2 separate regions of the Mus musculus genome follow, and region 2 is linked to region 1. A link is a contact called in public HiChIP or PLAC-seq data. All regions are on one chromosome and are shown on one strand. The core of a region is the stretch at or near the end of the contact, and the rest is flanking DNA. Distances in the headings are between cores, read along the strand shown. Region 1 overlaps Pabpc1l (poly(A) binding protein, cytoplasmic 1-like). Region 2 holds the start of Matn4 (matrilin 4).

The links. HiChIP or PLAC-seq counts read pairs in DNA pulled down with a chosen protein or histone mark.
Region 2: a contact with region 1 is called in an H3K4me3 HiChIP or PLAC-seq map of craniofacial prominence, with 5 times the contacts expected there. The contact joins the promoter of Matn4 here to the enhancer-like site in region 1. A contact is called at or near these places in 4 of 39 promoter capture datasets (the 3T3-L1 cell line, the C10 cell line and cranial neural crest), 2 of 484 Hi-C or Micro-C datasets (both in the G1E-ER4 cell line), 2 of 115 datasets of contacts at active chromatin or transcription factors (craniofacial prominence and embryonic hindbrain) and 3 of 9 other capture datasets (embryonic stem cells, liver and pancreatic islet).

The regions. Positions count from the first base shown.
Region 1 is chr2:164,045,090-164,052,463 of GRCm38.p6, reverse strand. Pabpc1l (poly(A) binding protein, cytoplasmic 1-like) reads right to left here. Exons shown (of 14, transcript NM_001114079.2): 11 at 6,495-6,601; 12 at 4,890-4,983; 13 at 2,840-2,970; 14 at 1,926-2,487. The coding sequence ends at 2,425. Among named protein-coding and RNA genes, the nearest start is that of Tomm34, 22 kb to the left of the region's middle. Within about 2 kb of position 4,878, at least 106 of the 459 cell types and tissues checked have an H3K27ac peak or open chromatin away from gene starts, as enhancers often do. A contact at or near this core is called in the G1E-ER4 cell line, craniofacial prominence and pancreatic islet, where this site is marked.
Region 2 is chr2:164,400,505-164,407,878 of GRCm38.p6, reverse strand. It overlaps Matn4 (matrilin 4), which reads left to right and starts at 3,061. Exons shown (of 11, transcript NM_013592.4): 1 at 3,061-3,388; 2 at 5,917-6,037; 3 at 6,782-7,351. The coding sequence starts at 5,959. It overlaps Rbpjl (recombination signal binding protein for immunoglobulin kappa J region-like), which reads right to left and starts at 4,685. Exons shown (of 12, transcript NM_009036.1): 1 at 4,561-4,685; 2 at 3,318-3,420; 3 at 2,000-2,125; 4 at 77-147. The coding sequence starts at 4,582.

The DNA.
Region 1 (7,374 bases), core at 3,629-6,128:
GACGTGAGAGAACACCTTTGTGGAGTTGTTTCTCCATCTTTATATGAGTTTCAGAGATCAAATTCAGGTCACCAGGTTTCTGTGGCGAGCAACATCACCTGGTGGATTATCTCTGGCCCACACAGTAGAGTTCTATACAGCTTTAAGAATGGCATTCCTTGCAGGAAAGTGGATGGAGCTGGGGATGGTGTTAAACAATACTGCTTGCTTGCTTATATGCGGAATCTAGATTTATCTATAAATGTGTGTGTAGAACATTTGGGAAGAGAGGGGCAGGAGGGCATAATGAAGGTGGTAAGCTAGAGCAAAGTGCATGCTTTACATAATACATGTGGTAACATATGATAAATACATTCTGACAATAATGAGAAAAATATTCTTTTAGAGATTTGTTGTTATATGTAAGTACATTGTAGCTGTCTTCAGACACACCAGAAGAGGGTTGTCAGATCTCATTTCAGATGGTTGTGAGCCACCATGTGGTTGCTGGGGTTTGAAATCGGGGACCTTCAGAAGAGCAGTCAGTGCTCTTAACCGCTGAGCCATGTCTCCAGCCCTGAGAAAAATATTAAGGTAATATTAATGGGTGAGAGGTGGGAGCTTGGACGAGCAGGATGTGTACTTCCTAGCTGGCAGTATGCTCTAAGGGAGGACTAATGAAGATGTGTGAAGTTGTCAACAACACCGGATGAGGCTGCAAGTTACATTGTTTAAACCCTAAGGAAACAGTGGGATAGCAGACTTATGTAAGAGAGCAGATTTTTTTCCTTCTGATTTCTTGGAGGAAAAAAACCACCAATACAGTGAAGCCACAGGGGCTGTTGCCAGAGTCCAGCTGAGCTCAGGCCAGGATGGCAAAGAAGGATTTACAGAGTTGAAACAATTGAGAGATAGATTGTTTGTGAAGATGAGGGGAAGCGAAGGGCACATGCATTGGGAGACCTCAGCCTTGGGATAGAATGTGGGTGGGAGACTTTCCTGAGAACACTCAAGTCAAAAGCAGAGGGGCCGGGAGCTCCGAGCCATGAACTTGGCCTTTGTTGTGGATCTGACTTGGTACTGATGGTCCAAGAATTCAGGGTAAGCAGGGTGTGTAAGGTCTGTGGAGCTTCCAAAGTGAACAGAGCTGAAGAACAAAGATACCAGAGTCTTCAAGAAAGCACAGTTGAAAATGAAATTGTGACTTAGATGTAGAGGAGCAGAATGTGGAGTGGAGAGGAAAAAAAGAGGAATGGGGCTCAGGCCTGAAGACATGCCAGCACTGAGCACCTGGAGGACATGTAGGGGAGAGAGTGCGGCTCAGAGGCTAGAAGATAAGGGGAGTTCAAAATGGCCTTCATGGGGCGTGGCATGGGGCGGGGGTGGGGGGGGCACGCGGGACACCCTGAGAGACAATGACAGGATCCTGTTGGATGTGTTCCAATGGACTTGTGACAGTGACAGTGTGCGAGTGTATCCTCACAGCAAGGAACTGAGGCCTGTACTCCTTGAGATGAGCACTGACTGCCCTAAAGGACCTTGAGAGGTCCCTATTTAGGGATGGAGACCTTTACCAGGGAAGGTACTCTAGTATATTTCTACAGAGTACTTAACTGTGTTCCCAGCATTTGGTCACATGGGACCCGCATGCCATTGCTGCCTTCTGTGGTGCTCACCTGGCCGGCAGAAATGACATGGACTTTGAGCTTTAGTCCCTTCTCTCCATCCGTTGCATGATGGGACCCATTTAACCATCTGCTGTTGGTGGCCAGTTTGTAGTTTGGAGCAGTTACATAGCTAAACTCAGCTCTCGGTAGGTTTCCTGTTGCATGCACACTTGCTGTGTACTTCAGCACCTGTTTGGGGTTCTGGTCCTGCTCTAAGGTCTTACTACGGTCCAGTCTTACTACGGTCCAGTCGGCCCCACCCTCCTTCCAGGCAAGACAGATTTTTGCAGCATTTTTTAATATATAAAGCAAAATGATCAGCAGGGGGACTGTGTCAGCCTTCATTACATAATCAGAGCTCAAGAACACAGAGATCCCCATCAGGAAAGAAGTTAGAGTTCACACAGCTAGAACCAAGAGCAGAAATGCAGTAATCAAGTAGTCAAGGGAGTGAAGATTCCATTTTCAGTGGGGGTGGGGGGAGGGGGAGTGGAGGGAAAAAAATGTTCCCAGAATATGGAAAACACCCAATCTTCAGTCAAGAAGGTGGACCAGCAGACCAGGCCTCCAGACAGGCAGAACGGAGCCAGGCGTGAGAACATCCAGCCACTGCAAGTCTCCTATGACTCCTTTAGCTTCACCAAACTCCCTGGTGCTTCAGACAAAGCCACCAACACATCACAGTGGGTTTTTGATCGCTGGGTTCTCTACGGAGTCTCCAGAGAGCCAGCAGCTCAGCCGCTCTGTCGGTCCTTCCATCCCCAGGAACCCACAGAGTTCAGTTCCTATCTGTTGACTCCATTTCTCGATGCACCTGCAGTACTGCCACCGCCTCTTCTATCTATGGGACATAAAACAGAGGGGCTTAGTGTAGCTGCCCCAATACAGGCGGTTCCAGAAGGGCCATGACTTCACTTGCATAATAAAGGATGCACGGAGCTCTGATGCCCTGCTGCTCACAAGGTCCCAGCCCACTGCCTCCTTAAACCAGGTCACACTACTGGACAGGACTCTGTACTGCAGAACACAGCTACTTGTCCTGAAGCCTTACTAGGACCTACCCAGATTTTAATCTGTGCTCCAGACTGAAGCTGTGAACCCTCAACTAAGACCCAGCAGATTGATGTCAGCTGCCCTATCTTCTCTAGGACAGCCCTTGGTCTTTGCTGTGTGGCCACCCAGTCTCCACCTGCCTTGGCATGGAGGGACTCTGGGGACTCCAGCAATAACAGAAGCTCCAGGTTGTCCAGCTCCAGCAGCATGCCCGTGATCTTGCCAGTCAGTGGGGCGCAGGCATCGTGGATGAGGGAGTAGAGACGCTCCCCTGTGTAGAACAACCTGATAGCTTACATGCACACCTGCCCCAAAACCCAGTATTCTATTAGTAGCACCATGGAGTGGAGCAATGAGGGTGCCTGAGATCTTGTCCTAGAACCTGTCACCCCAAGCTATATCATGTAACATTACTGGAAACTCCTCTTTCCAACTTTATAAAGTAGGCATAGCAGCACCACCTTACAGGACAATCTGAAGGGTCAGGTTGAATATTATATTTTTATATATATATATATAATATATTGTAAATTTATAGTTATAAATATATAGTGATATAAATAATATAAACATAATAAAAACAATAACATAAAAATATAAACAATACTATTTAAAGGTATCTACAGCAAAGTCAGTTGTTTTGAGACTCCATTTGTTTTGTGAGAAGCAGTTCTGACTAGACACATTGAGATTCCAGACAGGATTTAATGCTTGACTTGAGACTGGGGTGTGGGAGGCAAACACACAGCATAAATTCACCTTCCACCATCAGGTACTTCCACAATACAACCTAGTTCTGGTGCCGGGCCATCATAATAGGACACGGAGGACCACCACAGGGTGGGGATGCTTGAGTGGTGTTAGAAGGGTCTTCCCATAAAGGAGTGAGAGTTTATAGACAGCAGCCAATGGAGCCTACATAAGGCATTTGTAATTTTCTTCTGTATGGGGGGTGAGGGGGGCATGAAGCAGCCAGGCCTAGTAAGCTAAAGAAGCAATAGAGCGATGAGGGCCTTTAGTGAAGGGGCTTAAGGTCTGTGTGGTCATGACGTGAAGAACTTGCTGACCAGAAACAAGTGTGTGTGTGTGTGTGTGTGTGTGTGTGTGTGTGTGTGTGTGTGTGTGTGTGTGCAGAGAGGCCAGAAGAGGACATCAGATGGCCTGTTCTATCGGCCTCCACCTTATCCCCTGAAGACAGTGTCTCTCACTGACCCTGAAGCTGCCTGTTCAGCTAGGCTGGTTAGCCAAAAAGTTCCTGCTGTCTTCCCATCTCCATCTCCCAACTCTGGAATCAGGGCACACATAGCCATGGCCAGCTTTTATGTGGTTGCTAGGGATTCAAACTCAAGTCCTGAGCCACCCCCCTGTCCCCACTAGAGTCGTCTTTTGTTTTTTTTTTTAGAGCCTGTCAGAAACTCTGGGGCTGGAGAGGAAGTACTCTTGGAGCTCAGCGTCCAGAGGGAACCCTGTATTTTCCCAGCACACAGGGATTTCCTGCCTCCCACAGTAAGCACCAAGAAACAGGTGAAATTTAACCAGAGCTTCCCCGCTTTCAAAGAGATATAAGGATGTGTAATGACCACCCTGGACCAGTAGAAACCCAAGGGTGTTCACCTACCCGGCTTCTTGGCTCTGATCCCATATCCAGATATCTCCCACCTAAGTCAGAGCCAGACAGCAAGCTGGAAAAGGCCTTGGGAGCAACAGCCTACTTGTCTTTCAAGACGAAAGGACAGAGGCTTTCAAAGAGGCAGCTTGGGGGAAACCGGGAAAGGGGATAACATTTGAAATGTAAGTAAAATATCCAAAAAATGAAAGAAAGAAAGAAAGAAAGAAAGAAAGAAAGAAAGAAAGAAAGAAAGAAAGAAAGAAAGAAAGAAAGAAAGAGAGAGAGAGAGAGAGAGAGGGAGGGAGGGAGGGAGGGAGGGAGGGAGGGAGGGAGGAAGGAAGGAAGGAAGGAAGGAAGGAAGGAGAGAGAGAGAGAGAGAGAGAGAGAGAGAGAGAGAGAGAGAGAGAGAGAGAGAGAAAGAAAGAAAGAAAGAAGAAAGAAAAAGAAAGAGGCAGCTACCTAGTATCAGTGATGGGAGGAGACCTTGTTCCCACATCCGTCCTCACACAAGGTGTTCTGGGCAGGCTAGCCAGCTCACAGCCCTCCTACCTGCCCCGGTGGGGGAGGAGCCAGTAACTCACCAATCATCTGCTTTTGCTCGTGTAGGGGTGCAGCGGCCAGCATGGACACAGTCAGAGGCTGATGGCCAGGGACATACACGGCCGACTCCTGGACCTGCACATGGTGCCAGGAACACATCCCTTAACCACACGGATAGGAAAGGCCTCATACACTTACCCTAGCGGGTGAACACAAGCATCCAGGAAAGGCTCTGGAAGAGGGAAGGAAGCAAGGTCTACACAGTCAGGGGCGGGGCGGGGCGGGGGGGGGGGGTGGTGGTGGCGGGGTGGGGCGGGGCAGGAGGCGGGGCGCAGAGAGTCCCTCACAAGGGCGTGGACTGGAAAACAAAGTTATGCACAGAGATGCTGTGAACCAATGAAAATCCATTGTCACCTGAAAGGCACACTTAATAATAATCACTGTGCATCCGATAGAGCACTTTTCTCAGCAAGCTTTATGAACACAGCAACAGCAACATACATCTTATTGGGGTACATGCATGTGTTGTGTGTGTTATTCTTGATTTTCCTTGAATTTTACGCTTGCTTATTTATTTTTTTAGTTTTTTAAATTTTTTTGTTTGTTTTTTGTTTTTGTTTTGTGTTTTGTTTTTCGAGACAGGGTTTCTTCTGTGTAGCCCTGGCTATCCTGGAACTCACTCTGTAGACCAGGCTGGCCATGAACTCAGAAATCCGCCTGCCTCTGCCTCCCAAGTGCTGGGATTAAAGGAGTGCGCCACCACTGCCCGGCTTATGCTTGCTTTTTAAAAGAAAAGATTTATGTATTTATTTTATGTATACGAGTGCTATGTATACCTGTGTGCCAGGAGAGAGCATCAGATCCTATTACATATGGTTGTGAGCCACCATGTGGTTGCTGAGAATTGAACTCAGGACCTCTGGAAGAGCAGCCAGTGCTTTTAACCACTGAGCCATTTCTCCAGCTCCTCCATAGCCCTCTTATATTGCGCTAACTTTAAAAGTGCTGTTGCGATTAAAAGACAATTGTTCTTTTTACAAGAAGTCATCCAAAGAAAACATTGAAATTCTAGACATGTTTCAGTAATACTGAATTTAAAACCTTTGTGGGGATAGGAGATACATAGCCTTTTAATTATAATAAACAGTTTTAGTCCTGTTTTGAAGGTTCCTCTCAGCCCTTCCACGCTCAGCACGGTCTTAGAATCTGTCTCCTGCACTCAAACACAAGTTCAAGTTCATTTTGGTAATGACTTAAACAAAAGGTTTGTAACCAGTAAACAGAACGTGACCACAGTTCTCTCTCCCCTCTGTTAGCAGGAGTGATCTTTGACTGATTTGCGAACATTAGTAAATGAAATTTTGTAAGTGAAGAAAAGCAAGGACCAGCCGGGCATGGTGGCGCACGCCTTTAATCCCAGCACTCGGGAGGCAGAGGCAGGCGGATTTCTGAGTTCGAGGCCACCCTGGTCTACAGAGTGAGTTCCAGGACAGCCAGGGCTACACAGAGAAACCCTGTCTCAAAAAACCAAAAAAAAAAAAAAAAAAGAAAGAAAGAAAGAAAAAGAAAGCAAAGCAAGGACCAGAGGAAAAACACCTTAGCCAAACTTATGATACCCAGAGCCCACAGTGAGCAGACCACCTTACCCCATGGGCACTGTGTACAGCTGAGGTTCCTCTATGTGGCACGAGAAGCTGGCCTGGGATAGAGGATCCCTCCCCACCTGGTCCTGTAGTCTGGGTACCAATGTTGACTGTAAAAAAGAAAGGAAAAACGAAAAAAGCAGATTTCAAATGGCCACTTAGAAAAAAATACATGGCAAATTTTGGTGAATCAGTAAAGAAGTTGGGACATGTGGGCAATGCTGGCAGGAATGTTGGGGATACAGCAACTGTGGAAATACAATTGGGGGGGGCGATTCCTCAAAGAATTAAACATAGGGTCAACACATCTAGCAATCTAGGTTCTGAATGTGCACTCAAAAGAGTTGCAAGCAAAGTCTCAAAGAGATATCTGAAAACCCATGCTCATAGTAGCAATTTCTGTGTACAAGAACCCACGGGTGAGAGCAGTCCATGTGTTCAACACGTGAATGCATAGCCAAAAGACACAGAATCTACATATGCAAGACATCGCATCTTGCCGGAACATTGCTGAATCTTGAGGACGCCATGCTAAATAACAAAGCATTGAGAGTCCCACGCCATTTGCATGAAGTAACCACACTCAGTCAGCATCAGAGGGACGACTGCTTGTCAGCCTCCTGGCTAAGATCAAGTGCAAATTCAAAGGGGCAAAAAAAAAAAAAAAAAGGATAGGTTTGTTTTTCAGAGGCTAGAAAGAATTATGAATGAGGAATTGTGGCTGGTGGAAAGTTTTGTTTTCGAGACAGTGGTGGCAATGGCTGCAGTTCGTACTCAGCACTGTGAACGTACTGGAGGCCTCTAAACAACAGGCTTAAAAACAATCAGGTCCTCACTGCTCTTGCAGAGTACCACGGTTCACTTCCCAGCACCCATACAGCAA
Region 2 (7,374 bases), core at 1,812-4,311, 360 kb before region 1:
TCTGGGCTCCCGGGCCCTGCTGAGGCAGTTGGTCCTTCCTGCAGAACCGAGCAACAGCCCGTCAGGGCACTCTCACCTTGGTCTTGCATTGGCTTCACCCTCCAGCCAGGACCCGCGAGGTAGACACAGGGTGGAGGACAGAAGAACCTGGGAACACATAACATCATTTTCACTGTCTTAAAAGTGTCTCAAGGTGGCATAAATTTTTAAAGAATCATGATTTAGTGTCCCCTCTCCCAGAGTGAAACCGTTAATGCATTATTAGACCTCATCAGTAAGTCCTGCCCGCTCCATCTTCAAAACACATCTGGAATCCGTTAGATTCCTACCAACTTCACCTTGGTCCTAACCACTATCCCTTGCCTTCCCAACTCAGCCTTCCATCTGTCTCTCCCTTGCTACAGATGCCTCTTTTAGTTTGTTTTTCACACAGCAACTAGATTACTTTAAAAAATTTATTTATGGATATGAGAGCTCTATTTGCATGTATGCCTGCATGGCAGAAGAGACCATCTGACAGAAGAGAACATCAGATCCCATTACAGATGGTTGTGAGCCAGCAAGTAGTTGCGAGGAATTGAACTCAGGTCCTCTGGAAGAGCAGCCACCAGTGCTCTTAACCCTGAGTAGTCTCTCCAGCCCCAGATTAGTTCTTAAGTAACAGGTGGCTCAGTGGATAAAAGGCTTGCTGAGGCAAGCATGATAACTTGACTTCAATGCCCAGAACCCATCAAAAGGAGGAAGAGAACCAACTGTACACCTAACTGCACACATTATCCTCTTACCTCCACAGGAATCGTGGCATCTATACATCCACACAGCACCAGTATCACCACCAGCACCAGAACCACCACCAACATCAACAACAAAAATAACAGTCAAGGGGTAGGAGAGACGGCTCAGCAGTTAAGAGCCCTGGCTGCTCTTCCAGAGGTTCTGAGTTCAACTCCCAGCAACCACATGGTGGCTCACAACCATCTGTAATGGGATCCAATGCCCTCTTCTAGTGTACAGGCATGCATGTAGACAAAATACACACACATATATAAAATACATAAATAATCTGGAAAGAAGTAACAGTTAAATTAAGTTGGGTGTGGTGGCTCACGTTTGTAATCCTAAACCCAGTACGGAAGGGATGGGGCCTCTGAGGCAGGAGGATTGGTATAGGTTCCGCCTGAGCTAGAGTTAGAGTCTGTCTTATCCCCCCCAAAATATAACAAAATAAACGATATTATTAATAATAATGAAAATGAATCAAATTGTGATGTCCTCTTATCAACATCCCTTGTGGTTTAAAATCCCAAATCCTCACATGACCTGGACACTGCTTCTCCTGTCATCTTCTCTAACGTCCCCCTCTTCTGACCAGTCTCCCCCTTTCATCCTCTTACAGTACTGAGTATATAGCCTTGAGGTCCTTGCGTTTTCTATTGCTTCCAGTTAGAATGCTTCCTGGAGTTTTCCCATGCCTGGCTCTATCTCAGCACTGGTACATCAGCTCCAATGTCACTTCTTAAAGAGCCCTTTGACCTCCTTGACCTTTCAAGCTAAGGTATCCCCTTTGGTCTACTATGTGACTCCACTCTGTTTTTCTCTGGCTCTCATCACAATCTGAAATACCTTGTTTGCTGGCTTGTGGGGAGGTGACTGCATGTCCCCTACCAGAATGGAGATGCCATGGAAGTAGAGGCTGTATCTGCCTGGTCCAGCTGGAGGCTTAGTGCCCAGCAGTGACCCTGGTGCGTGACATGTAGTACGCAGCAGAATGAATGGATACTGGTCGGGGATGTGGGGATCTGACAGCCACTGTCAAGTTCTGCTCTAGATCCCAGTAGGCAGCTGTTGTTGGCTGGGGAACAGGACCCTGGCTGAACAATGGCTGAGGTGTCAGCCTTGAGGCCTCCAAGATGTCAAAGAAGCTAAATGGTGGTGGGTTTGGAGGGAGGCATAGGGCTGAAGGCTGTGGAGACCTGGGTCGGGGTAGGGAGCCACCTACCGCTTCTCATTTCCATAGGATTTCTGAGCCACCTTGGCATGCAGGATCCACACAGTCTGCTCACATCTTTGCTGCAGGCATGTGCGCACACCTTCTCTTAGGATGATGGCATGCTCTGGGGGTGACCTAGGAATGGGGGTTGGGCCCACGGGGCCACAGGAAGGAGAGTCAAGGGTTGAGTTGGCACAAAGCCCACCCCTGAAGCTGAGTGAGCTGAAGTTGGAGATGGGGTTGATTTATGTCCTCCAAGGGATCTGGGGGAAGAAGGACTTGGGAAATGAGCTAAATATTTGTGTTCCAAGAACCCTGCACAGACCTCACCAGGATCACCCAGGTGCTACACTGTGTGGGTGGCTTCCCGGCTGTTGTAGTCTGGGGCCAAGTGGAATAGCTGTGTTTAAAACCCTACATTTGGTTCTCAGATGGAGGTGGGCTTTGTGGAAATAGTAATTAAGCTTTCAACTCATAAGGGGAAACAGCCTTTGCCAGCTCCAGGTCCGGAGCACAACCTCAATTCGAGCAGGCACATGCACCGGTGAAAATGTGACCAAGGCTCCAAACTGCATTACCAGGATTGGGGTGGGGGGGAGGCGGCGGATCTGAGTCTTTCTGATGCCCAAACAACACCCTTGGCTTAATGCTACGGGGGTTTTCTTTTCTTTGAGTGTAGCACGGGTCAGCTCTCTGGGGTCTGTTGCTTATCAGTCCGAGAGTTTGACAAATGAGGATGGGTTCTCTCAAAGCCTGCGCAATTAAAAGGAGCACATGAAAAAGAGTCTGTGGTGAGTCTTTATTTGGGAAATGAGCAAGTTGGGCCCTGAAGAGAGCTGGGAACTCCAAGGCTGTCCTTTTGAGTCCTTTTACCTTTACGGCAGGACCAAGTCTCGGCCTTTCATCACTCCAGGAAGGGACAGAGGAGGGCAAGAGTCGGGCGCGTCCTTGGAAGCCCAGGCAGGCCAGGCAGGCGGCGGTCAGGACCGCTCCGCCTCTTGGGGCTCTCCTCTGGGAAGTGTCTCGTGTAGGATTCCAGAGCATTCCGGCTGCCCGGAGTGTCGCCGCCCGACTCCAGCTGTAGCCCAATTCCGGCCCGCAGCTCGCGCCTGCAGCTCCCAGAGCAGCAGGAAAAAGGGGCGCCGTGCTTGCTGGGGCCCGAGTGTTGAGAGGAAGGGGGAGAACGCTCCTGCCAGTGGGAGGGGTCGCAGCCCGCGCTCCCCCTCCCCACCCTCCCGCTCCAGGTTAAATGCAGCTGCCGCTTGGGCTCGCCCTGGCTGTCTGGCATTCCCCACTTAGGGCAACCTGCCCACGCCGCCGCCGTTACCTGGTCCAACTCCCCAGGAGGCTGGGCCCGTCGCTCTGTAGCCGCACCTCTGAGCTGTCCGGCAGGCTCAGGTGAGTCAAAGGGCCCGGGGGCAACGAGGGGTCTGCAGGGAAGCCAGCGTAAAACCCGTAGGGGGACAAGTCTTAACAGCCTACGTGTCCACGTCTAACCTGCAGTACCTTTTCCGATCCCCCTCTGGCAAGGCCAACAAAATGCAGGTCCTCCTTCCCTAATCTCCCTCCACGCCTGGCACCTTCCCAAAGTGTCCTTTCCGGATTAGCTCTTGAACTCAGACCTCTTTGGAGCGCACTTTCCTTGGGAATGCACTTTCCCTATCCTAAGGGCGTCCGAGAAATTTCCTCTTCAATGCAAGGATCCTTATCAGGAGACCTGGGCTCACTCTAATGGGCCACTACTTCAAAGCAAGCCTTTGAACGATGATGACTCTCTTTGCCCTCCCTAGACCGCCCCCCCCCCCCCCGTGGAACAGCGGATTTGGAAAGCTGAAATTGAGAGGGCAGCTGTTTTGACTTTCTAAGAGTCCTGAGGTGCAAGCGACATCAAGTGCGTGTTGACTTAAGCCAAGAGGAGCTTAAGGGAGCCCTTAGTCAAGAGCCAACCCTGAGTTTCAAAGGCCCGGTGGAGCTATACTCAGATGTTTGCCCTGGGGTGCTGGCTCCGCTCTGGCCCACTCTAGAAAAGGCTTGCCTTTCCTCCTACCTCCACCATCAAGCCACTGGCACATCTAGCTAGCTTGTCACCTTACCACCACAGACCCTGCCAGAAGGATTTTTGTTCTTCTACCCTCGCTGGAAAGCCAGAAGGGAGAAGAATCTCGGATAGGAAGCTGGTCTGGAGTCAGAGCCACGCACCGGCCTTGCTCAGAATGGGCTCATTCAAGGAACTGGGGGGTTGAGGGAGGGGCAGCCGTGGGTTAAGGGGCGATGGCCTGCTCTGCCAAGAAACCACAGAAAAATGGATAGAGCAGGCTCAGTGTGCCGTGTGGGGGTGGGGTGGGGAACGGAAGAAAGGCTTAGTGATTCTTAGGTGCAAGGGAACCAGGCTTCTCTGGAGGAAGAGACAGGGGTGGGGTGTAGGGGGGTGAGAGCTAGGTTTAGTTCTGTGCCTGGAGCCCAGCTGGGTAGTCTTATTGGGCAGCACATTTTCCATCCGTACAGTGTGTGTGTTCCCTTAGTGGTTCTCAAGGGACCTAGTTAGGCTACACAGGAAGGAGAGGGCTCACCTGTTGTCTCCCTGGGGTCCATGGCTGCTCATCGAGGCCCAGGCCGCTCTCTTGCTGCCCTCTGGGCACATCTACCGCCACTGACTTCGATACCGTTCACACATCTAAGCCCCGATCCGATCCTCACACTGGATTTATCCTGTCCAAGCCTTATCTTCAAGGTCCCGGGACTCCCAGCGGCCTGTTTGCTCTGGGCAGGGACACCTGCTGGGCAGATGTAGGCTTCCCACGGCAGTAGAAGCCAGACCCAGCAGGCGCCCCCTGGCGGCCTCTCCTAAGAGCAGGCGAGAAACAGACACCGAGGCGTGTCTTGTGCAGGACTCCACTCTCTGGCCTACCACTAAGAACCCAGACCCCAAGAGCTGCTCTTTGGCGTGTGGCACGGGTTTGGGGGAATATGGGGAATGATTTCTGTCCGCAGAAGAAGAGAGTGTGGAGCACCTTAGCTGACTCACACACCAGATAGACAGGACTCTATCTCGGCCGCAGCCACTTTCCTGCTATAAGGCGTTGGGTAGCAGCATTTAATTTCTTAAAGCCTATTTCTGAATAGGGAGAACCGAACCAAAACAGCCTTAAATGTCGGAACTACAAAGAGGGTCAATGCCACAACGGAAAAGCACATTTAGCACTATATCTGGTATTTAGGAAGGGGTTCTTTCGGGGACTGGCAAGATGGCTCAGTGGGTAAAGGTGCTTGCTGTCGGGACTGACCACCGGAGTTCAGTCCTGTTTAATTCTGGGACACACACAGAGGAAGGAGAAAACGGACTTCAGCGAATTGCCCCCTGACCTCCACACGTGTGTGCCATAGTGTGTGAGCACACACCATATACATGTATATATATGTAACACACACACACATATATGGTGTGTATGCTATATAATATATATGATGTGTATGATCTGTAATATATATCATATATATGGTGTGTGTGTATATATATATATACACACATATGTATATAATTTTTTAATACAAGCGTTTATCTCCTTTTGAGTTTTATGTATTTTTATCTACTTCTTATTAACTTAGTGCCCTGTAGTTCTGTAAAATGCCATTTTTTACAAAGGCTCCTCTGTGAGTTTCAGCAATCCCAGTGTGGTGACATCAAAAAATTATCATGAGCCTTTTTGTTTTGTTTTGAGAAAGAATCTCACTATGTAGCCCTGGGTGGCCTGGAACTCACTATGAAGAACAGACTGGTCCTCAAACTCCCAGAGATCTGCCTGCCTTTGCCTCCCGAGTGTGCAGCTATGCCTGGCAAAACATTTTGAACATACGCAAAGCCAGAGTGTTCATCCCCTGCAATAAAAGCACCGTCAAAACTGTTGCTTTGCGACCTTCTTTTCTAGCTGCAGGCTGTGACACTGTGGTTCGTCATCCTTCCAAGCACCATGAGAGGCCCCTGCTGCTGGCCACTCTCTCTGTTGCTGCTCTTCCTGCAGTCCTGGGAAACTCAGCTCCAGTCTGCAGGTGAGTTGGATCCCAGCCCTCACCATGGGAGGAAGGGAGCAGCAACGTTCTCTATCCACAGTGAGCCAGGGTTGCCAGGAGGGGTTGGCACACTGGTGGAAGGATGGGTGTGTGTATGGGGGGGGCGGGCTTTAGAACACAGGCTGGATTCGGGCTTCATCCCTCCCACTTCATCCCTCGGGCGGGCGCTGTTTCCTCAATTGTAGTATGTGGCATAGTTTTGGGTTCATTCGGTGTCGACTTTTATTGAAGCTTATTGAAACCATGGAAAAATCAGGAGACTCCACATTAAAAAACAACCCTATTTGAGAATTTTCTTGAACAAAACCAACCAACCAAACAAACAGACCAGGGACCTGCTTGCTGGGACAATCCAAGTTATCAGAGATACAGGAGATGAGATGTTCTAGATATAATCTAATCAGTTCATTCATTTATGGTGTCTGGCTGGCTCATGTAGGCATTTGAGACAGCGACATCTCTTTGTTCACTCCTCAATACATAACACAGACTCAGAACAGCTCCCAGAACTGCATGCGCGCGCGGGGGTGGGGTGGGGGAACCTTGTGTGATTTCCTGGCTCAGGTCTCCTCAAATGATGGATGAGTAACTGTATCCAAGGCTAATTTGTTAGGTTAAAGACATGCTGGGCACTGTTCCATTCAGATAACAGCAGGTCTTCCGGCTTTTTTTAAGAGACCAGCTTTAGCTGACCCGTGAGAGTCCTCCTCCATCTTCCCGCAGGTCCTAGGTGCTATAATGGGCCCCTGGATTTGGTGTTCATGATTGATAGCTCCCGCAGCGTGCGCCCCTTCGAGTTTGAGACCATGAGGCAGTTCCTAGTGGGCCTCCTCCGCAGCCTGGACGTGGGTCTGAACGCCACGCGCGTTGGGGTGATCCAGTATTCTAGTCAAGTGCAGAGCGTCTTTCCCCTGGGCGCCTTTTCGCGCCGCGAGGACATGGAACGAGCCATCCGCGCGGTGGTGCCGCTGGCGCAGGGCACCATGACCGGGCTGGCGATCCAGTACGCTATGAACGTGGCCTTCAGCGAGGCCGAAGGCGCGCGCCCATCGGAGGAGCGAGTGCCGCGCGTCTTGGTCATCGTGACAGACGGGCGACCTCAAGACCGAGTGGCCGAAGTGGCCGCTCAGGCGCGCGCCCGCGGCATTGAGATCTATGCGGTAGGGGTACAGCGAGCTGACGTGGGCTCTCTTCGCACCATGGCTTCGCCGCCGCTGGATCAGCATGTCTTCTTAGTGGAGTCCTTCGATCTCATCCAGGAGTTTGGCCTGCAGTTCCAGGGCCGCCTGTGCGGTGAGTTAGAGTGGCACCCAGCT